Regions from separate parts of the Mus musculus genome. Here all the other regions are linked to region 2. A link is a contact called in public ChIA-PET data. All regions are on one chromosome and are shown on one strand. Each heading gives the region's core, a stretch centred on a gene start, on an enhancer-like site or on the middle of the called end of the contact. The rest is flanking DNA. Distances are from core to core; before and after follow the strand shown.

The links. ChIA-PET counts read pairs in DNA pulled down with a chosen protein or histone mark.
Region 1: a contact with region 2 is called in an RNA polymerase II ChIA-PET map of memory CD8 T cells, with 2.6 times the contacts expected there. The contact joins two enhancer-like sites. A contact is called at or near these places in 1 of 15 datasets of contacts at CTCF or cohesin (pro-B cells), 1 of 115 datasets of contacts at active chromatin or transcription factors (memory CD8 T cells) and 1 of 9 other capture datasets (liver).
Region 3: an RNA polymerase II ChIA-PET map of effector CD8 T cells shows a contact between it and region 2, with 7 read pairs. The contact joins two enhancer-like sites. A contact is called at or near these places in 1 of 484 Hi-C or Micro-C datasets (CD4 T cells), 2 of 115 datasets of contacts at active chromatin or transcription factors (effector CD8 T cells and memory CD8 T cells) and 1 of 9 other capture datasets (liver).

Annotation. Positions count from the first base shown.
Region 1 is chr11:54,566,130-54,570,190 of GRCm38.p6, reverse strand. It overlaps Rapgef6 (Rap guanine nucleotide exchange factor (GEF) 6), which reads right to left. Exons shown (of 29, transcript NM_001252494.1): 6 at 1,695-1,838. Among named protein-coding and RNA genes, the nearest start is that of Rapgef6, 45 kb to the right of the region's middle. Within about 2 kb of position 2,015, at least 26 of the 459 cell types and tissues checked have an H3K27ac peak or open chromatin away from gene starts, as enhancers often do. A contact at or near this core is called in memory CD8 T cells, where this site is marked.
Region 2 is chr11:54,971,161-54,975,329 of GRCm38.p6, reverse strand. No RefSeq gene overlaps it. Among named protein-coding and RNA genes, the nearest start is that of Tnip1, 10 kb to the right of the region's middle. Within about 2 kb of position 2,804, at least 131 of the 459 cell types and tissues checked have an H3K27ac peak or open chromatin away from gene starts, as enhancers often do. A contact at or near this core is called in effector CD8 T cells and memory CD8 T cells, where this site is marked.
Region 3 is chr11:54,625,239-54,629,392 of GRCm38.p6, reverse strand. Rapgef6 (Rap guanine nucleotide exchange factor (GEF) 6) reads right to left here. Exons shown (of 29, transcript NM_001252494.1): 10 at 3,374-3,532; 11 at 2,656-2,808. Among named protein-coding and RNA genes, the nearest start is that of Rapgef6, 100 kb to the right of the region's middle. Within about 2 kb of position 2,247, at least 34 of the 459 cell types and tissues checked have an H3K27ac peak or open chromatin away from gene starts, as enhancers often do. A contact at or near this core is called in effector CD8 T cells and memory CD8 T cells, where this site is marked.

The sequences.
Region 1 (4,061 bases), core at 766-3,265, 400 kb after region 2:
ACAGGTACATACATATATACAGAAACTTGGATCTCAGTGTTTCGTTGGCTAGTCAATCTAACCAAAATGGTGAGTTATAGGTTCACTGAAAGACTTTCTCAAAAGTTAAGGTATAGCTCATCAGAGGGATATACTTAAATTTGGATTCTAGCTTCTATAGGGCACACACACTACAGGTGAATGTACCTTCACATACCCACGCAGAAACATGGACAGACAGTCAATCTAAGCAAAATGTGATTAACAAGAGATTAGGGAGAGTATTGACGGAGATATATAAAAGGTTGGATTGATCAGTGTATACTGTATGCAAGTGATGACAGGACACTGATATAGTCTATAAAAAGTACACATGAACAAATACTGAGTTCCAAATTAGTTAATTGTGGCATATTGTTATAATAGAGCACTATGCACTCATTCAAAATGTAAAAGAAAATCTAGCAGCAAAGATTTTAAACTATATATAAGCTTTTAAAAATCACAACACGTTTAAAAAATTTAAAATAGTCATTGTATATAATAAGGTAAAAGACAGTTTAATTAGTAACAGGAAATTCATATACATATAATGTATATGTATGTACGTGTACACACACACACACACACACACACACACACACACACACACACACACAGAGATGATATACCAGGTAAAGGGCTCTCAAGACAGGGTTTCCTCTGTGTATACCTGGCTGTCCTCAAACTCACAGAGATCCATCTGCCTTTGTCTCCGGAGTGCTGGAATTAAAGGTGTGGGCCACTACTGCCCAGTAATAAACTGTGTATTTAAAAAGAAACTGTTTCTCTGTGTGGCTCCAGTATTAGTTGCAAATTTTGGAACCAGTATGTTTATTTTCAGAAACAGAACACATTCTATTAATGAAATTAGGCAAATGTGACAGACTCTTTAAAGCTGCCTTGAATCCTATTCTTATTTTAGTAAGCCAATTTCCTGACTATCCTCTTCTACCCTGCCATATAATGAGAGCATTTCTTTCCTGAAAACGAAAGCAACAGACTCTTGTCAGTTTCTGCAACCAACTCTCCCATCTCTCTAATACTGTCACTTAAAACTCAGACCAAAGGAGGACAGCTGTAGGGATGCCCATGGGCCTATTCTTCAAATTATTTCATTTCTCAGTCTAAAAAGATGTTATCTGCAACAACAGAGTTAAAAAAAAAAAAAAAAAGACTTCTAAAGCAACAGCTTCCTTTCTCTAGCTTTAACAAAGTTCAATGTTTCATTTGCTTCTTTACTTTAATACACATTTCTACACTAGTGCCTGTTTTTATGAGTGACTAACAGTCCTGCAGGCCAAGGAGAACTGCCATGGTTTTCTTTCTTTTGTTATTTTTTCCATCATATTAAGTTTTCCCATTAGTCGACTGCCTGAGTTCTCAGATTTAATTTACATCCTAATTCAGTCACTACAAAGGCAAGAAAATTCACAAATTTATGTACTAAGCTACCACAAATACTTATTTTGGTTAATTACTCTAAGTAAAACTAAAGCTAAAGCAAAATTCCCACAGATAAGAAAATTTCTAGTTAATCCAACAGTCAAGTAGTAATGTTTTTAAAAACTGTTTATTTTACCATAACTTTTACATGTAGAGACCAAAAACCACTTAAATTAAAGACATTTTATGTGAAAATCAAGGATCCATAAAAAAGTCTGACATATACTCACCGAAAGGTAGTTATTAATATCCACTCCATCTATTATGGTTTGGCGTTCTCCTTTATAGTTAATTTTCCGAAACCTTCGTCGAGACTGTCTGGCAGGAATTTCTCTTTGTAAAATACTGTCTTCATTATCTTTGGAATTCTCTACCTGAAATACATGTTCAGATTCCTGATTAAATATCCAGTTTTTCCATCTTTCAGACAGTCTATGAAGTCTTAAAAGGCTCATAAGGAAGCTTCATTTATTCCTGCCAAGAATGTGCCTGAAGAAACAGTCTGTACAAGGCAATGTTCTGAGTTGAAAGAGATTAAAGACAATGTTTTTATAAAGAACTAGAGACCACAGTTTCCTTCCAGGAAACTGTCTGTCTTGAGCACATAAACATATCCGTCTAAGTAAAGTCTCTTACCAGAAATGAAGGCTGTTAGCTACACCTACACATTCAATAATTATGACTTGGATGTTAGTCTAATTACAAACTGCCTTATTATGCATTTACTTTACTTACCAAACAATCATGGCTATCATTTTAGTGAACTACTGAAAAGCAAAACAAAATTACTCTATTATTTGATAGAAACTTTTTTTGTCCACCTTAATGCATAACAACATCAGTAAGGATGGCAACTTTAAAAACAACAGAGAAGCTGTTATACAGCCCACTTAAAATAGACATATTATATATATGTGTGTGTGTGTGTGTGTGTGTGTGTGTGTGTATGTATATATATATATATTTTTAAAAAATCTACAACATTATCTCTAGGTAAAAAAACAAAATGAAACCCCCAAGGACTAGTATCTTTCCAGGTCACAAGAGTGACCCTTACTAAAGGTGAGCTGGCAGGACTATCTAATTGCAAAACCTGTAATCTTGACGTAAGACTGCTATCCAATTACAGAGTATATATCACTACTATAAAAACTAACAATATCGCCGGGCAGTGGTGGCACGCCTTTAATCCCAGCACTTGGGAGGCAGAAGCAGGCAGATTTCTGAGTTCGAGGCCAGCCTGGTCTACAAAGTGAGTTCCAGGACAGCCAGGGCTATACAGAGAAACCCTGTCTCGAAAAAACAAAACAAAAAAACCAACCCCCACAAACAAATAAAAAAAAGTTATTTTAAAAAACAATATTTTAAAAAAGATTTATTTTTCACTTATATGCCCATATGTGTATATGTCTGAGTGAGTCAATACTACACATGTGCTGGTACCTAGGGAGACCAGAAGAGGACATGGGATTCCCTGGAGCTGTGAGAAGCTCTATGTGGGTGCTGGGAACCAAACCTGAGTCCTCTCTAAGAACATTCTCTTCAGCTCTCTAAACTTAAATCTTTGTTCAAACGTATATTGTTAAGTTCTAAATTATACTTTATAACTAACCTAACATAGAAATTATTTTTTTTCCTCTACAACTACTTTTCCTACTAATATCACATCTCTCTGCTATCACAAAATATGCTTTAGGCAATGAATTAAGCAATTCAGTCAACAATCAATTTCCAGCTCCATGCTCATCTTCCAAAGACCAGATCCATTTCTCAGGAGGTCAATATTGTTTGTACATGTCCCTTTCCTAACACCTTTTCTTTTTTTTTTTCTTCCCTGAGACAGGGTTTCTCTGTGTAGCCTTGGCTGTCCTGAAACTCACTTTGTAGACCAGGCTGGCCTCAAACTCAGAAATCCACCTGCCTCTGCCTCCCAAGTGCTGGGATTAAAGGTGTGCACCACTACCGCCCAGCCACCTTTTCTTTTAACAGTATCATCACCATCCCTTACCTGAGTTTTAATCACTTCAGTCTTATAATACATCAACAGTGATCCTGTTGCTTTAGACATGTTCTCCAATCACATACTGTAGTCAGATAAGCTACCAAGATAATCATCCTGTCAGGTGTCCTAATATGACAATGGACAGCCAATGTTTACCATACTTATTGAAATTTTAAAAATTCATTTTATGTGTATAGGTTTTTTTTCTGCATGTATGTCTGTGCACTACATACGTCTGGTGTCTGCAGGGGCCAGAAAGCGGCACTGGACCCTCTGGAACTGGGGTGTTGAAAACTGAACTCAGCTTCTCTAAAGAGCAGCCAGTACTGTTAATCAGCATCATCTCCCTACCCTTGATAAATTTAAACTCTTACTCCTGATATTCAAAGCCATATATCTCTCTTCCTTAAACTATTTTTTCTCCCAAGACAGATTCTTGCTCTGTATCTGTGTCTGACCTTGAACTTGCAATATTCCTGGAATATTCACACAATTATACTTATTTATTCACACAATTATACTTATTTATGGGACATATTATATATGCACTTGCAGTATACTTATCATTTTATTTACTGCACATGGTTCTATGACA
Region 2 (4,169 bases), core at 1,555-4,054:
TCTTATCTCCAAAAATATTACAATTCAGATTACAAAACTATTACAATTCAGATTCATAACAATAGCAAAATTACAGTTATGAAGTAGCAACATAAAAATAATTTTATGGGGCTGGAGAGATAGCTCAGCAGTTAAGAGCACTGACTGTTCTTCTGAAGGTCCTGAGTTCAAATCCCAGAAACCACATGGTGGCTCACAACCATCTGTAATGAGATCTGATGCCCTCTTCTGGTGTGTCTGAAGACAGCTACAGTGTACTTACATATAATAATAAATAACTCTAAAAAATAATAATAATTTTATGGTGGGTGAGGAGGTGTCACCATAACATGAGGAACTGCATTAAGGGATCATAGCAGTAGGAAGGTTGAGAACCACTGTGTTACACTGGGCCCCACCCTCAGAGAGCTGAGTGGAGAAAAAGTATTACTATAGAGAGACTGGCAGTATAGCTCAGTGATTGGAATGTTGTCCTGGAATGCACAAAATGCCTGTGTTCCATCCCCAGGAAGTTGGAGGCAGACCTGGGTTCAGAGTCCAGGATTGGAGAGATGTTTCAGTCAGTCAAGTGCTTGCCACACTAGCATGAGGACCTGAGTTTGGATCCCCGGCACCCACATTAAAAAAAGAAAAAAGGAAGCCGGGCATGGTGGCGCATGCCTTTAATCCCAGCACTCGGGAGGCAGAGACAAGCAGATTTCTGAGTTCGAGGCCAACCTGTTCTACAGAGTGAGTTCCAGGACAGCCAGGGCTACACAGAGAAACCCTGTCTAAAAAAAAAAGAAAAGAAAAAAGACAGGCAGACAGACAGACAGAAGGTGGACAGACAGACATAGCGAAAGAAAAGCCTGGTGTGGCAATGTGAAGGTTGGAGGTGGAGACTGGGGCATCCCTGGGGCTGGTTGGCTGGTCTGGCTGGATCTATGAGTTCCATATTCAGCAAGAGCCTCTGTCTCATGTAAGATGGGAAGAAACTGAAGCAGCAAACCCAGTCTCAAAAAGGGGTGGGGGTGGGGGTTTGGAGTGAAGGTGGGAGGCAAATGAGAGGGAGGGGTGAGGAGAAGAAAGACACACCCTGCTATGAATTCAGGAAAGGATGGAGACAGGAAGCCAGGAATCATTCTACCTGGAACCTAGAGGTGGGCCAGGGTTTGGGGGAGTGGGTGAGGTGGGCAGGAGGGGCTTTTGAAGGCAGAGCATGAGGCTAGAGTCCTCATAGAGGTCATACCACAACCTGTGTAAGGACAAGTCCCAACTATCAGGCAGTGGGCCCCTCCCCCAGGCCCAGCTGTTCTCAGAGCTTCCAGCACATGCATTTCCTCCCATGAATGGTCCCACCCCTTCCTCTCAGCTATCACCATCTGTCAGCGATGCTGCCAGCTAGAGTAAAATCCCCTCCCTGGCACCCAGCAAAAGAGCCCTGGACTTTGACCTGGGAGGGCCCGGAAAAAAACAAAACAAAAAAACAGAAAACCAAAAGCCCAGGGGAAGAGGAAAGGGACACTCCGATTCCCGCACGTTCTCATATATATCCAAATCCAAATCCTCACAGGGCATACAGAAAGCCAGGTCACTGCCAGCCATGCCGCCCAGGGACAGACCAAAGAGAGCCAGAGTCAGATGCATGCTGTTCTGAGCACGCAGGCTATGAGAAGACAGAACCTACTGGCACGCTTAGCTCATTGTTGACCACATAAAGAAAAAAAAAATGAATTGATTAGGCCCACAAGCACACCAGAAGTACATCATCCCTGGCCACATGGGAAACACCTAGCCCAGCCCTCCAAAGTTGTTTCACACACACACACACACATACACACACACACACACACACACACACACACACACACACTGGCACGATCATCCACCCTTTCCTTGCTGTACCATCTTAGTGAACCATGTACAACTCCTGGTCCTGGGGATCTGCCTGATTGTGTGCAAGTTCTACGGAGAGACACTTAGGCTCCCTGCGGTGCCCAATAGCTGGGGATTGCTCTCTGTCCTCCCAGGCCAGCCCCCTGGGGAGCCAGGTGGTGTGTGGGCCCAAACCCAAGAAAGGAATGAAGACCTGGATAGGGTCTCCTTTCCCAAGGAGGCTTAAGACCTCAGGTGAGAGACTTACAGAGACCAGAAAGATGCTCCCATTGTAGACACTATGTCAGAAGTGTTCCAGGAAGGGTTAACAGTGCCTACTAGTCTTTGAAAGCTCCCACGGGGCCTATAAAATAGAACATGCTGGGATTTGCCCAAGGTGAGTCAAGGTCACTACCTGCCTCATGCCTCCGCTGTTCCCAAGATAAAATTCCCCAGTGAGTGAGATGAAAACCTAAAATGAAACTGCTAAGCCTTCTCGGACTCTGAACCTCATCTCTGTCACCTTCGTCAGCAGTGGCAGCAAATCTATAGTCATACTTATCATCATGGCCACCCTCCCCATGGTCTCCAAGGAAGTATAGTAGGATACACTTTAGCTTAGGCAAGGACAGGCTTCCTGAATGAGTCTCACCACCACCACCCCCCCGCCCCCCCCCCCCCCGCCCCCAGTCTTCTACCCAGGGAAGATACTACAAAGACAATGAGGTGAAGCTTTCGGAAGAGCCTCGCAGGGTGCTGGACCCCTAGGGATAGCTGGGCCCTATACCCTCTCCAACTTTCCCAGGATTCCTCTCTCTCTCTCTCTCTCTCTCTCTCTCTCTCTCCCATTCTGAAGTCCAGGCTTATGGGAGCTAGTTATTTACATAGACATGCGACCTCGTTGGGGAATTTCCCCAGACACCAGGCTTCCTTTCTGAGGTTAGGCCACCTCATTGCACTGCTCCTTCCTCTCCCATGTACCCCAGCCACCCTCAGGCTGCAGCCCCTGACATCTGGCAGGTGTAGGTCCCCGGCACACAGATTTAGTCTCAGTCTTTGACCTTGGAATGTGCCCCAAGGACCTGGGGCAAAGATATCAAAGTACTACACAGGTGAAAAGAAAATGGAAGGAGTAGGGACAGGAGCCCCAGCTACCTCCTCAACAGCTCCCTGCCTCACCCTGGGTCCTCACTTTCCCCTTCATGAGCCTCAGCCCTTCTGCCCAGTGAGAACATTGGTGAAGATCAATCACTCTGATTCTCTGCTTGGACCTGATGGGCTAAGAAGCCACTTCCTTTGACAGCACAGCCTTGCGACATCTGTTCTTGGATCCTCCTCCTTTAAGAAAACATCTTTCAACACACCCCCTTTGTATCTGTTTCCTTGGAAAGCACCACTTTGCAAAACTCATCCCTGAATCCCAGTTTTCAAATCCCGACAGGATTACACATACCCCGTTTCCTCGAAATGACTTTGAGTTTTGGTTTTTCCTTTATATATCCAGTCTCTGACCTTGATCTGAGACGGTACTTCCCGAGTACAAAAAGTGAACAAAGATGGGAGATCAGGGTACTTCAACCACGGGTTTCTGGGACTCCTGCATCAGAATAAACAATTAAAGGGGTGCTTCCAGAGCTGGGGGGTGTGGCTCTGTTCACTGGCTACTTGCTCAGCATTCATAAAGCCTTTGGCTGGATCCCAGCACTACCTAAACCAGGTGAGCCAGGTGATTCACACACTTGCAATCCCGGCACTTAAGATGTCAAGACAGGAGGACCAGGAGTTGAAGGTCATTTTGGCTATGCAGAGAATTCAAGAATTCAAAACCAGCCTGGAATACAAAAAACTCTGTCAGAGAGAGAGAGAGAGAGAGAGAGAGAGAGAGAGAGAGAATAGAGAGAGGGAGACAGAGACAGAGAGCAATGAGAATTGCTATTAACTGCCCACAAACCACAGGTCTAGATAATCTAGAAGAATGTTGAAGCTGAGCAGCCCCCTAACCAATCATCTCTTTTATGAACTCCACCCCATTATGTTCTATGTATGCACATATACTACATAGATTACTATACTATTCCTAGGTTTCTTTCTTTCTTTCTTTTCGAGACAAGGTTTCTCTGTGTAGCCCTGGCTGTCCTGATACTCACTCTGTAGATTAGGCTGGCCTCGAACTCAGAAATCTGCCTGTCTCTGCCTTACAAGTGCTGGGATTAAAGGCGTGTACCACCACTGCCCGGCTATTCCTAGGTTTCTCTCTCTCTCTCTCTCTCTCTCTCTCTCTCTCTCTCTCTCTCTCTAAAGATTCATTTATTTAT
Region 3 (4,154 bases), core at 998-3,497, 350 kb after region 2:
GTTTGTCTAAACTGGTAGATAAAAGTTCCTACAGAGTCTGGGCTATACATTCAAAAATTTGAGGACATTATTATGGGAAAGTATGTCTCCAATGTCTACCCTAACAACCAAGAAGTTTGACACTTGGAGAGAATCACACTCTGGATGCTTTTCACTTGGAGAAAGGCATAAGACATGGCTGGCACTGTTATTCTAGCAAGGTAGAGACTGGTTAAAATCAGCAAATAAGCAAGAAAATAAATACATATGTAAATAAAACATTAGACTAAGCCTGTAGCATAGTTTTAGACCTGTTAAATAGCATATAATCTCATGGTTGCAGAATGCAAACAGAGACAGCTGTAGAAGTACATTGATAACATAAATACCTGTTTTTCTAGCTCTGACTCATGAGGGGCCACAAATATACAATATAGTAAATTTCCAGATCCTGGTTTATAAATGCTATTCTCTACTGGAAAGATCAAGAACTTTCTGGAGAAATGGCTGATTCCAGAGTAGGAACAAAAAAGAAGTTCATGATAATCCTTACTGATTGTCAAAGAATGATGAGGGCATTTCAGAAGAATACAAATGAGTCAACCTGTATAGCATCTGGATAATACTGATGGCAAGGGAGTGCGACACCAAGGCCATATCAAACATAAAGAATGACAGAGAAAGTATAGGATTAGTAAAACAGTGTTTTCAACAGGAATAATAAAAAATAAAATAATAATAAAAAACAGGTGGGACTTAGTTGTTACTATCCACAAACTAGAGGCAGTATGCTGAGTCATCTCAGAACATCTCTTCATCAGATACTCATCAATTATGAAGTGTCATAAATGGTGACGTCACAGAAAAAAAGATCCTCGCATATGGACGTAGGTCATCATATTAGCTTCCCTAGAGGAAAGTGTCAACACTGCACCAAACACACAGAGCAGTGTTAATCATAGTGATATTCCTTTATGGAAAACATGAGTGTAGTTTGGCCATGGGTAAATGTGACAGGATATAAGATTCTTTAAGTCTGCTGGGGATATGAATAACAAAAGAAGATCAGGCAACTGGAGTGGTCCAAAGTGGCACAACAATGAAATACAACTACGTTCTTAGATGAGAATCCAGACAAGAAATAAATTACTGGAACCACTAGTGAGAATTTACTAGGGACCTCAAATTGACTGTATTATCTTAACAATGTGTCCTTCCATTATTGGAGAACTCTATGGTGTTTATGTAAGAAAACTTTTGCTTTAGGAATGGTGAGACATTGTATTTGTAAACTATCTCAAACAATTCAAAAGAAGACTGATGTAAAAGGGGCCGATGCAACTTAGAGCTGTCTGTATTATTCTTGAAACTTCTTATTGTTCATGTGTACATGGGTATGTGTGGGCCAAAGGTCAATTTTGGATATCTTACTCAAATATTCTCCACTATGTTTTAAGACAGAGTCTCAGCCCAAACCCCTAACTCATGAATTCAGCTGGCTGGCTGGTCACCTCTGCTTCCCCACTGCTCCAATTACAGGCACACATCAATGTGCCCAGATTTTTTTTTTATATGAGTTCTGACAGACTCAGGTCCCTATATTTGCATTTGTCTGATAAGCCCTAACTAAACTGAGCCATCTCCCTACTTTATTTCTTAAACTTTTCTATAAGTTTTAAATTATTAAAATACAGGGGTCTTTGCCAAAGACAAAATGATAATATGAATTAGTCTATGTATTCTATTTATGTTTTCCTTTCTTTTCTCTTTTTTTGGGGGTGGGGGGGACAATTTCATATAGCTGAGTATGGCCTTGAACTTGCTTTATACAGCTGAAGCTACTCTTGGACTCAGGATTCTCTTGCTTCTATCTTAGTGTGGGAATGATTCAGGTGTGTAACCACCATACCCAGCCATACTCACCTTTTCTGCACACAAAACTTATACTAAGAGACAGTTCTAAGAATTCAATTCCCAGGAAAAAACTGACATGGCATCACTTGTATTTCCTCTCTATGCTATTAAGTTGTCCATCTGCCAATTAATAATGACATATTTTGCAAATAAGGCTAGCTTAAAAAGAGAAACGTGTATTTTAGTTTCAATTATACTTGACTTACTTTATATCTAGGGGGTCTTCATAGAGACTGGAATGACAAAGAATATTGGAGATACAGAGAAGGAAATACAGAGATTGCTGTGTTGAGTGTAATAATACTAAAACTCCAGATTTTCCTCACTCAGTCATAACTTCACTTCCTGTATCTCTTCCGTTTTCAATTTAAAGAAAGGTTCAGAGAAGCCACAGCTCATTTCAAGCTAACAAGAGCTCTGCACCTTCACTGTGGACTCTGTGTGTTTGTGGCTAGTCTTTAAATTTCCTTTTCCTGTCTCCCCACTAAAATTGCTTGCTTTCTTCTTGCTAACACCCACTATCAAGGTCTTACATATGTAAAAAAATAAGATTTGATCAGTATAATCTAAAATAATATTATATCAATTTGGATACTAAATGGCAATAATTACCCCTTATCATTCAGATGTGTAAGAAACAATTAGACATCAACAAGCTAGTGAAGAATTTTACATTACTCATAAAAGTGGTCTAAAGCCTATTTTTAAAGCAAGATGAAAGATCTGAATGCAGTTTCTAGAACAAAAAGTAAAAACACCCACCTTGATTACAATGTGTCCTTTCCTGGTTCCGCTCCGGTCTAGCTCACGGTGCTCATGTACCATGACAATCTCTCCCTCTTCCTCAACTTTGTGAGTATTTTTTTCCACATGATTTAAAATTCTCCAATAGTCTTGTTGAGCTATGCAGACAAACTGTCCAAGAATAACATGGGGACAGTTAAGGAACCTATAGTACATAAACACATCACTATGCACCAAGGCAGAGCACAACGGCAAGAAATCAAGCGGCATAAGCTCTTTCTCATTCAATTTTGTTAACTCTAAACAAAAATCAAGGTAAACAATTCACACAGAGACCAAAGTGGAATCTTCTGAATTCTGCTCTAAAAGGAGAAGTGAACATCCACTTCTCTCAAACAGACACTATGCAAAGAAATCATGAAGCAGGAGTAAGTTAGAAACAAACAACTCACAAGTTCCTATTTCCTTCCTTTTTTGAAAACAGCCTGAACTGGATAATAAGAGTTTGAATGCTCAAACAAACCAACATTTATTTGAAACATTCTCTTAAAAATTTATACTTTGCTCAAGTCAACAAAATTTGAGAAAAATATAAAATCTACTTTCTCTTGTTAACTGCAGGCTATAGAAAATCCTAATTCTCAACTAATGCTGTTTAATTTTGAGCAAGAGAGAGAAAAGCAGCTCCGCCATTTTCATCACTAAGGAGAGAGAGCACCGAGCAGAGCAGGCGTACCTGACAATCATCGACTTTGGTCCTGACAGCTCCATGCATGTGCTGCTTATCCAGCGTGGGGACAATCCCAAAACTATTTCCCATGAAGAGATTTTCTATTTTCCCATCTGGATGACTAATTTCTACAGTGCCATTTAAAATGACATACCATGAGTCAAGCTATAGAGGAAAAGAAAGGTGTTATAATCTTTTTAAAAGGATAGTTATAAGTTAACTTTGAACAACAATAAAAAAAAAAACATGTAAAATGAGACCTGGCTCTATTATTCAGTAATTATTCAACAATATCCTATGTCTTGTCTATACAAAACTACTGGTTTCTTTCACTTTCTTCTTTTAGTCACCAAAGGAATTTCATAATCGGCCACTTTCTCTAAGGCAAAATACTGTAGTGTTTAAGAGAATAATTCTTACTTTAAAGACAATTTATTTTATGTGCATGAGTATATGTATATGCACAATATGTGTGCCCTAGGTCTCCAGATAAGTGCTTCATACTCCCAAAAACTGGACTTACAGACAATTGAGAGGTGTTCCCTATCTCCGATAAGAAGACCCAGGGCTCTCAACTGCTAAGCCATCTATTAGGAGCACAAATTCCTAAAATCCAGGCCCTGCCACTGAGCAGCACAGTGATTTTCACCAAGTTATATAATGTCCCCAGGCCTCAGTTTATTCCTAAACAATTGTTTTTGTTTTTTTAAAAGTAATACAGAACTCCTAAAGGAGATGGCCAACTTAATAAAGACCAAATACTTAGAACAGTGTCCAACATATAATC